Linked DNA regions of Mus musculus: region 2 is linked to region 1. Evidence: chromatin contacts called from public HiCAR-type data. All regions are on one chromosome and are shown on one strand. The core of a region is the stretch at or near the end of the contact, and the rest is flanking DNA. Distances in the headings are between cores, read along the strand shown.

Region 1 (5,038 bases), core at 1,371-3,870:
TAGAGAGGACCAGAAATGGCGTAGTATCAGAGTCTATGACATCCTCTGCATGACCATCCCCTTTCTGGAGGAGTGACAGCCCTACCTATCATAGTCTCCAGAGCATCCATCAAAGATGGGACCTGCTGATTCTCATAACACTGGGAAAGGGGCATCCCAGGTCCCTCTCCTTCCTCTGTTCCATGTCTCCAGGTCTGGAGCTACCTAGAGTTTTCCTGACTGCGCACTGCTGAGAGTTGATATGAGTGGCAAGGAAAAGCTTGCTGTCTCATGGGGCCATGGCAATGTGGGTTTGCCAGAGGAATTCTTTCCCTCCTTTTATATTCACTTAAAAGTCCTGGGGAATTATCTGCAGAATTTGCTTTTGTTGTTGAGTCTATTATACAAGTAGTTATGTACTCAAAATGTTTTCTTCTCTATCAGTGTTAGAATATGATAGTGCCGGCTTCTGGCTTGACTTGTAGCAGGAGATGTATAAGAGACAGAAATGGAAATACCAAGCAGAGAGGTCAGAGAGGCAGGAGGGCTCTAGGGCAGAGACTGGGCATGTGGCGACCTTTATGAAATGCTTAACTGAAAAACAGGCAATAGATGGAAGTATAATTGACAGAGGCCTGTACACCAGAGTCCCTCCATCAAGTCAAACGGCAGCAGAAGGCCTAGAGACAAAGCCATTCTAGGTGTGTGAACCGAGTTTACTAGTTTAAAGTTCTTTCATAGTGTACAGACTCATTATTGAAGCTGGGATAGTACAGGTTCACTCAGTTCACTGCTAACTCAGCAAGGTCGGACTTGTGAGTGTGTGGATTCATGTGTTCTCCGCACCATGTTCTTGTCCCTGTTATCTCTCCCTCCATTGCTGTGGCGCCTTTTCACCTTAGGGCCTCCACTCTGTCTTGCTTTCCACCTGGAATACTTGGTCTCCCTCTGTGCAGTCTTTAAGCCTTGTTCTCAGTGAGGTCAGCTCAGATTCATATTTTAAATCAAAACCACCCCATGGCATGAAAGCAGATACGTCTTGCTTTTCAGTTCCATGAGGTCTCATTTATTGATTGTTGGTCCTGGTGCCTGTGCCAATGGTATTCTGTTCAGAAAGAACAAGAAAAGAAAAAAAGTGTGGATTTGGAGAAATTGTCACCAAAATATGAAAAAAAATCCATTTTTAATTAAAAAATGAAAAGGGATATTTTCTAATATTGAAGAGAAACACAGTCTTTCAGGCTCTGTCAGCGCAGACTTTCCCCAGCACTGTATTCTCTCGAGGTGGAGGCGTATGAGTCCAGCTGCCATCACAGCTGCCTGTGAAGAGATGGTGCTGTCCCCGCCTCATGTGTGGATGCCCTTCTGCTCCTTGCCTTCTCCTCTCTGCTCACTTAAGGCCATTTTGTCTCCTCAGCTCCCGCTAATCCCAGAGACCCTTGGGGTGGCTGTGATTCCCCAGTCATTCACCCTACACACTGGCTCTTACCTGTTCCATATTTGCTGGTGATAGGGTGCAGGGCATGCTATCTCTGAACACGTTGCTTCTGATTCCTGAGTGCTGTGTGTATGCACATGTATGTTTCTTCATGTGTATGCATGCAGATGTATGTCTCTGTGTGTGCATACATATGTATACATGTTTTCTGTGTGTGTACATGTATGTTTCTGTCTGTATGCATGCACATGTATGTATCTGTGTTTACATGCATATGTATACATGTTTCTCCTCTGTGTGTGTGTGTGTGTGTTTGTGTGTTCTAGACTTGTCTATGCAGGTGCTTGTGCACATATATTGAGGCCAAGGTCAACCCTGAAAATCATTTCTCAGATGCAATCCACCTTGTTTACCCTGGCCAGTAGCTCACCAAGCTGAGTGGCTAGGCGCTGCAGGAAATACCTATTTTTGCCTCCCCAGTGCTGGGTTAACATCACACCCAAATATATTATATAGATTCTAGGGATCAAACTCAGATTCTCATTCTTACAAAGAAAGCATTTGACCAACAGAGCCAACTCGTTAGCCCAGATTGTAGAAATTTAGCATGCACATTAAGTCTACTGCAGAGGGACAGCCATTATAGTTCTTATGATGGTGGGGCAGAGATGGCTCTCAGAAAGACCTGACTGCATTCTGTCACACCACACACAGCTCACATTTCATCAAGGCTGAGGCAACCCCATAACTCTCATTGCTCAACTTTCTTTGCCCAGAAGTCCAAATTTCTGCATGAGATCATTATGAGCTAAGTTAGGAAAGGCAAGGAGATTTCTAAACTAAGTCTTGGAGTCTGTTTAGAGCCAGAAAAATAGAATTACACAGTATCCAGAGTATGTGGCATAGACTCAATAGCTCATTGATTAATGCTGGCGCCATTTGCCTATAGCCAAAGGCTCTCGAATATTGTTTGTATTTATTGCAACACTATTGATGACAAGAAAGGGGCATGAGATAGATGGCAGAGGTTCAAACCCCAAATTAAAGAATGGTGTCTATGCAAGCCATCTATGAAGACCTGTGGTGAGCAAGGGATTCAGCCAAAGAGAAGCCCCAGTGAACTAACAGTTCATATTAGGAAATCAACACGGAGGGATAAGCAAGAAAGCAGAATGAATCTAAATAGTTCGTGGATCCCAAAGCTGTGAGAACTTACGCATTCAGAAACCTGCCTTGTTTGGACGAATGAGGTAGATTCTTGGAAGGTGACTGTGTACAGCATTTAGACACCGTTTACATAAGCAGTCGAGCAGATAACAGATAAATGGAAGAGGGTAATGTTTCCTGGAACTGAGTCCTGGGATCACACATGTGCACTGACATGACCAGTTTATGTGGGGCTGGGAACAAACCCAGGGCTTTGAGCATACTAGGCAAGTATTACACCAAGTTACCTACATGAACAGCTCCAACAAAGGTTTAGGTCTTTTTGTCCCCCTACATTTTCCAATGTCTTCTTTTTTTTTCTTTTAAACTTTTTATTTAATTTTTTTCATAGGGTTTTTTTTTATTATAGTCTTTCCTCTCCCCAACTCTTCCAAGATTCTCCCTACCTCTCTACCTACCCAACTTTATGTTCTCTCTATTTAAAAAAAATAGAGAGAAAGAAAAGCAACAAAAAAGTAAAAATCAAAAGTCAAAACAGACAAACTGAAAGAATGCCAGTAAGACAAAAACAACAAATACACACACACACACACACCACCATTTTGTGTTGGCCATATTCTCCTAGTTGTAGGCCCTGCCCTGCAGTATGGTTAAGCATCCTGTGACACTCCATCAGAGCACACTGGTTTTCTCTTTCCCAGTGTACATCAATATCAAATAGCTTTTTGGTTACAAGTGGAACTTTGTGTCCATTTCTCCTCCTCAGTACTGGGATTTCATCTGGTTTGAACCTGTGCAGGTCCCGTGTATGCTACCATGATCTTGGTGACTTCATATGTGCCTGTGTCCTGTTAGGTTTTGAAGACACTGTTTCATCCACCATCTTTGGTTTTTTATAATCTTGTTACCTCCTCTCCCATATAGATCCCTGAACCTTGGGTAGAGGTAGCGGGGGTGCGGGGGAGGGGGAGGTGATTGATAAAGACATCCCATTTAGGGCTGAGAGTTCCAAAGTCCCTCACTGTCTAGTGGTCCATCTCTTTGTCAATTGCTGTCTACTGCAAGAAGAAGCTTCTATGAGGGCTAACACCTTAATACATGGGTATAGCAATATGCCATTAGAAGTCATTTTATTGCTATATGGAGTATAAATTATTTAAATCCCTAGCCCAGAGCTTCTACCCACCTTGATCATTGAGTTCCTGGATGAAAGACACACTCATACATAGCCTTTATATTTACAATAAGCCTTAATCAGCATAAGAGCTGGGCAGATACCTAGTCTCCATGCTATCAGCATCTACTTTCCTATCGATAATCCCAAGTTACTTCTATTTACCATGTTCCATCTGGGCTGCTATTAACTCCAATTAGGCAGCCCTCAGGGTAACACTTTCTTGACCCTTAACCCACCCTTCCCCCTCTCCTGCACCTTCTTTTCCTCATGGCCCATCTCTTCTCCCAAGCGTGTGAAAACCTAAACCCCCATCTATGTCTCTTCTGTCCATCTATTGCCTGTTGGCATCTGTATTCACCTATCAGAACTAACTTGGGGGCAGGGTCAGAGGAGCTACACACATACTCCAGGTCTTTGTAGAGTCTTTCCCACACTTAGCATTAGAATACTGTATAAGACAAAAACCTCAACAGCTATATTCCAAAAGTTTTCTTTGAATTGTTCTGATATATTTTTTTAATTTATTAATGGAACCAAGCAAAATCAGAAACTTTAGGGGAGGATTAATTATTAATCATATTAATGTACCCAGGCACAGCAGGTATTATAGAGGGGCAGCTGCTTGATAAACAACACTGGACATGCCTGCCACTCTTCCAGAAGTGCAAATAAACCTCCATATTGTTACCCTCCTTCCTGTTTGGCAACGCTCCAGCTCAGAGACACTTCAGTGAGAGTCTTGCTTTCAGAGAAGTGCTGAGCCTAGATGTAAGTAAGCTTGTCTACTTGGTTCGAGATTCAGAGATACTGCCCAGTCATTCTACCAAAATCAAGGCTCTAGAGCAGTTTGTCCCCTGCCCTAGTGTCAGCAGCCACAGTCGCACCTCCACCCACTCCAACTTTCCAAGCACCACAACCTTCCACTTCCCTGCTGAGGCATTAGGTCAGAAGTTCTATAGATATATTGCCTATCTATAGACCAAATGGCCTCTCTGAGTGTATCCTCAGCTGTAGGTAAAGCCAGGCATCTATGCCAAGATGGGACTCCTTTGTATAGATGCTGGTTTTGGAAGTTTTAAAATTGATAATTCAATGTACTGACTCATGTGTCTGTGTCAAATATAGCTTAGAGTTTCTTTTGCTGGCTTCCTCTCACATTGTGGGTAAACACACACATAAATACCCAGGGTAATGTGTCCCTTGAGTTTGAACCCTTTAACCTGGTGCTTTATCACTTGTTTTCCCTCAACCTCTTTCGAGGCCCAGTCAACTCCTGT
Region 2 (5,038 bases), core at 1,790-4,289, 130 kb after region 1:
CCCTGTGTACTCAATTATGATACAGGGATATCAAGTTGAAATGGACCTAAGGTAGGATAGTGATGGTTACAATATTATTCATTCTGAAGGCAAACTGCTTCTAATGGCCTTAACTTGTGCTTCAGAAACATTTTATGTAAGGGAATAATAAGTAATGTAGGATTAGAAGGTGATATAGGCTGGCTAGCGAGGCTACTCTAGAGTTGGAGTACAATTACAGTCATAGACAATATGTAGAGGAATGGGAGTAACTATATACTGTAAATACAGCCATCTGGATTTCGTCCATGCTCTATAAATAGCTAGTTCCTGGTCTTTTTAAACAGGTATACAACAGCCATAGAGAGCTAAACATTTGCTTTACCAATAGGTACTTATGGGTTACCAGAGCCATGTTGAGTGGCTCCATTAATCAAACCATGTCTGGTATAACATCTGTAACAGAAACCAACAACTGAAAGACATCTTTAAAACCTACTGTTCCTTAAATTCATCTCTTTTTTTGTGTAGGACAAATTATTGCAATAAAGGAGGAACATGTAAGGAATGCCATCTTTGCGTTTTGTCTCAGTTCCTGTCGCTGTCACTAATCTGTTCCATTCTTTAAGAGATCAGCATTGCTCTTGTGTTTGCTACCTTAGTAACTTGTAGCTTCATAACAAACTATATCAAAACCTAGTGGCATAAAAGAATTCAAATTGTTGGGTTTGTTAATGAATTTGTTTCAAGTGTGTTCAACAGACAGGTCACTTGAACTATAAACTCAGAACCAGAAGTGAGGCAGCTTGTTGGGGCTGGAGAATGTGTTTCCAAGGCCTTGCAAGTGCTTTTCTAACTGACTGGGAATTCAGCCAGGGTTGTCCACTAAATACCTTGGATCCTCTCCTCGAGGATGCTTGGGCTTTCTCATGGTAGCTGCTTTCCAAGTGACTGAGATGAAAGTTGCAAAGCTTCTAAAATCGTATAAACACGGATGTCTCAGATCACTTCTGCAAAATCCTGTTACTAAATAATTTACAAGCTCAAGTTCAAATTCAAGGAGAAAGCAATTGGATTCTACCTCTTAATAGCAAGAATAGCCAAGGATCTGCAAACATTCTTATCACACTGTAGCCCCCTTTGCACAACCAAATCAGTATGTGAAAAATAGTTTACAGGAGGCAGGGCTGTTGGAATGACAGTAAGTCAGGCAATGACATCAGCTTCCTCCAAATATTGCTTCAAATAGTGTTGTAATTCAAAGCTAAAGTTGAACTGTTTTTTTTTTTTTCTCCTCCCAAACCAAGCCCTGAGGATAAGGATAAAGATCACAAGGGGAAGGTCGCATCAGCTGATGACTGCCGCCCTCCTGCTTCTGATGGTATGCCAGCTCTCAAGGCCACACGACTCACAGTCTTGTCTCATCCAAATTGTATTTGGACAGTATACTACATTTTTAAAGTTACTGATCTAAGAGGCATGCGATACTCCATAATTCGTGCCCAAATCCCTGGGCATCGTTGTGACCTTTAGCTTGCTATATTTCAACGAGAAACATGAATGCACCCAAAGACAGACAGACAGACAGACAAACAAATAAGGAACATTATGTGGATCTGTCCTGTCTCTACATATCATGTGATGCCTAAGGATTTGGGAACCAAAATATAGGTCTGCCATTGGCTTTTGGATTGATCCCTTGCCGTCACTGGGAGATAACTGTCAGATGTGTCTTCTGGCGGGGGGGAGGGTGTCTCAATTTTTTTTTATTAACCCATTGTGTGACAGTTGAATTAAGCTTTAATTTCTCTTTGTCTTGTTTTGTTTTTTGTTTTTGTTTTTCTGAAGCAGATCTCAAGGTAGGGGTTTTAAAAGAAGCAGCTGATGAAATGATCCAATAAAACTGGCAAGGGAGAGTAGAACTGAGGCCAAGATGGAGGGAAAGGGATGGATAAACAAATTGGAAAGTAAGATCTTGTTTCCAATGTAGAAAGTGAAAGAATTATCCTAGTGAGGGTGGGAGCTGTTGCATTTGTTCATCAAGGTTCCTTAAGTAGACAGATGATGGATGCCAGTCCCAGTACTTCCAGTCTTCTTAGAGGGAAGCCACAGAGGCCAGAGGAAGTCCTCAGGGAATCAGAACCACCCACACTTCGTCCTAGGAATCATAAGTGATACAAAAATGAACTGAACATGAGTGTCTGGGCTATAGGCCTTACAGCAAGTAGAGTTCCTCTGAGCCCTTCACTTCTGACCACTTTCCCAGTCCCATTGAAAAGGATAAGGAGAGGACTTGTGGGAGGATAAGGATGGGTTGTGTAGGAAACAGATCTTGTCTGCTTCTTTCCTTTCTTCTTGAACTCAAAGACATGATTTCTTACCAGCTGGACTCTGAACCCTTTATTCTTTCATGTCCTGTCTTTTTCACCCTCTCACTTTTCTTTTTTATTGAAAGAGTTAAACTTGCTGAAAACCCAGTGGGCTTCTGAAGAGTCTCTAGTCTCTAGTGTTGCCTTCCTACGTTCCCACCCTAGGCCTCAGATTCTTCAGTTTCTCACTCATCCCACACCCATTCCCTTCGTCTGGCCGGTGTGCTTTCGGTAACTTAGATGTCTGTTTGGCAATATTGAAAGAGGGTAAATGGGGAAATGGGCTGAAAAAGAATTCATCAGAAAAAAACACTCTAGGTTTGGTACTAAACTCAGACCGAAGTCTTGCTCATCAGGCTGCTGAGCACTCCACAGGCATGCATATCAGATTGATGATTACTTTAAGAAATGATTAAATTATAATTATTTCCTCATGACTCAAGTGTGGATGAATGTGAAGTTTAAAGAGAAGCATGAAAACCCCAGTCAATGATCTTTTCTTCATTATCACGTTCATCCTGCGATAGGCAGGGCTTTGCCTCTGGGTAAGTGCCCTCTGAAGCATGCTGGAAGATTAAATACCACACTTTTTTCTTATGAGTTTCTCTTGAATAATAGAAACTCAAGTCATGAATGCCATGTATCATTTACTAAGTCATCTCGCTCTTCTCTGAGTCTTATTTGCCTACATCACATTTTTAGAGGATGAAGTGAGCTAATGAGCTCATATGAGCAAAGTATGTAGCAAGTGACTAATACAGAACTAGGAGTCGGACAAATGTCACTCCTCCAAGTTGAAACTCAATGAGACACTCATCCAACCTCATAGATACTTCTGACTCATGGGCGGGCCACTGGGCAGAAGTTCAAGTGACTGGTCATCAACAAAGAGACCAAGACAAAGGCTCAAAGAAAAGAACATGAGGCTTCATCCATAAGTGAACCAAAGTTTAATATATATATGTATATATATATATATATATACATATATATATATACATATATATATATTTCATATATATATGAAAATCTTCAGCAACACATTGTTTTTCTTAGTCTGGAGGTGACTGCTTCAAGTTCTCATGGGAGTGATTTTTCCCAATGCTTCAGCATTTATCCGCTCAACAACACTTACTTCATTTTTATATTGTTGTAGCCCAATGTATAGCCAGGCTGATCACACTCTTGAGAGGGCCCCCACAGAGTACCAAACAGTGTGTTAGAGTACATAATTCCAAAGGATGTGCTCTGCCTCATCAGCTCCTTGATGGTCATATTGCTCATCATTTTATTACTATCCAGTAAAAAGAGAGCATCTTTCCCCCATTAGTGAACCTCATCTAAAACAGTTGTCAGCTTACAAAATTCTGGAATATTTAACTGTTAGCTCAGTGGAGCTCTGTCAGCTTTCATGGGCCAATGTATTTATGTGTGATTGAATGAAATAGCTATTGTAAGTTTTCTGAGGCTATGGGAGCAGACAGAACTTTGTCTTTAAGTTGTTTCTGTCCTTTCCTGTTCTGCAAGGGAGGGTTGGAAGTAAGATGAAGGAAAGTATTAGAACTGAAGCAAAATAATTAAGTTGGGATCGTAAGCTCTGTATTTTAATGGCTTTTTATTAAAAAAAAACAAGTTTATAACACTTTTATAAATACCTCCTTTAAATTCAGAAGGATTTGTGACGAAAAAAGAGCAACTACATTAGAATTTTATTCATAAAAATTGTACATTAGAAATTTACTCGTGAGTATAATTTAGTACATGTGAGGTAAATTTATTGGAAATGGAAGTGCTAAAAGACTCAGGAATATTTTAATGACGTATTTTTGACAAAGGATGTCCAAGGGCATGGGTCTTCAAGGGAGCACTAAAAATAGGTGTTAATGGAGTTTCACATAATGGCTAGGGACACAGGGGACAAAGTCATCAGGGATCAGGCTAATGGAAATCACCAGCTCCTCATTCTAGTCCAACACCCTTTTAAGATGTATTTTAAATGACATGGTTCTGGGACTCCAATAAAAGACAAAATCTCCTGTTATGACATCTAGTAAGATGGCAGTTAGGGAGTGAGGCTCATCCCCTCCGATCCAGAGACAGGATGTCCATGGCCAAGTAAGGGGAAGACCAGCAGCATGGGAAGCTATAAACACAGGGGCCCTTCCCCTGAAGGTTTTGAATCACAGAGATTACAATACAGCTTCAGGGTTGCATTGAGCCCCCAAACCCATGAGCAATTCTGCACATGTGTTTTAGCGTGTTCATCACTGTTGTGGATAGCCCTGGGGCTAATTGCATTTGATTCCTGTAAACCTTCTTCCCACCTTAATTTGTAAATAAAGGCTAGAGCCAGTGATTGGGCAAAAAAAGAGGGGAAGATGCAGCTGAAGTTTCTGGGAGAGAAATAGAAGGGGAGAGAGGATGATGGAGGACAGAGGAGGAGGTGGAAGGAAAGCAGAGCAGAAGCACCTGGCCTGGAGAAACCGCAGGTTCTAAGGGGTCTCATAGAGGTGGAAGATGGTAGTGTAGCGGTAGATCTGTCCAATCTAGGCGCACAGCATGTAATCATATGAACTGTGTTGTGTTTTCACTGCCCGGGCTTATTTGGGTTGGGGATTTACTGCAACACATCACAGTAATGGTATCTTCACCTCTCATCAAATTTCCCAATGTCCTCTGAACCAAATGGG

Evidence for each region. HiCAR-type assays count read pairs that join an accessible place to other places.
Region 2: a contact with region 1 is called in a HiCAR-type map of fibro-adipogenic progenitors, with 2.0 times the contacts expected there. The contact joins two enhancer-like sites. A contact is called at or near these places in 4 of 484 Hi-C or Micro-C datasets (CD8 T cells, embryonic stem cells, liver and 1 more) and 1 of 115 datasets of contacts at active chromatin or transcription factors (fibro-adipogenic progenitors).

The regions. Positions count from the first base shown.
Region 1 is chr1:183,952,116-183,957,153 of GRCm38.p6, forward strand. No RefSeq gene overlaps it. Among named protein-coding and RNA genes, the nearest start is that of Gm34130, 17 kb to the left of the region's middle. Within about 2 kb of position 2,621, at least 15 of the 459 cell types and tissues checked have an H3K27ac peak or open chromatin away from gene starts, as enhancers often do. A contact at or near this core is called in fibro-adipogenic progenitors, where this site is marked.
Region 2 is chr1:184,082,017-184,087,054 of GRCm38.p6, forward strand. No RefSeq gene overlaps it. Among named protein-coding and RNA genes, the nearest start is that of Dusp10, 50 kb to the left of the region's middle. Within about 2 kb of position 3,040, at least 28 of the 459 cell types and tissues checked have an H3K27ac peak or open chromatin away from gene starts, as enhancers often do. A contact at or near this core is called in fibro-adipogenic progenitors, where this site is marked.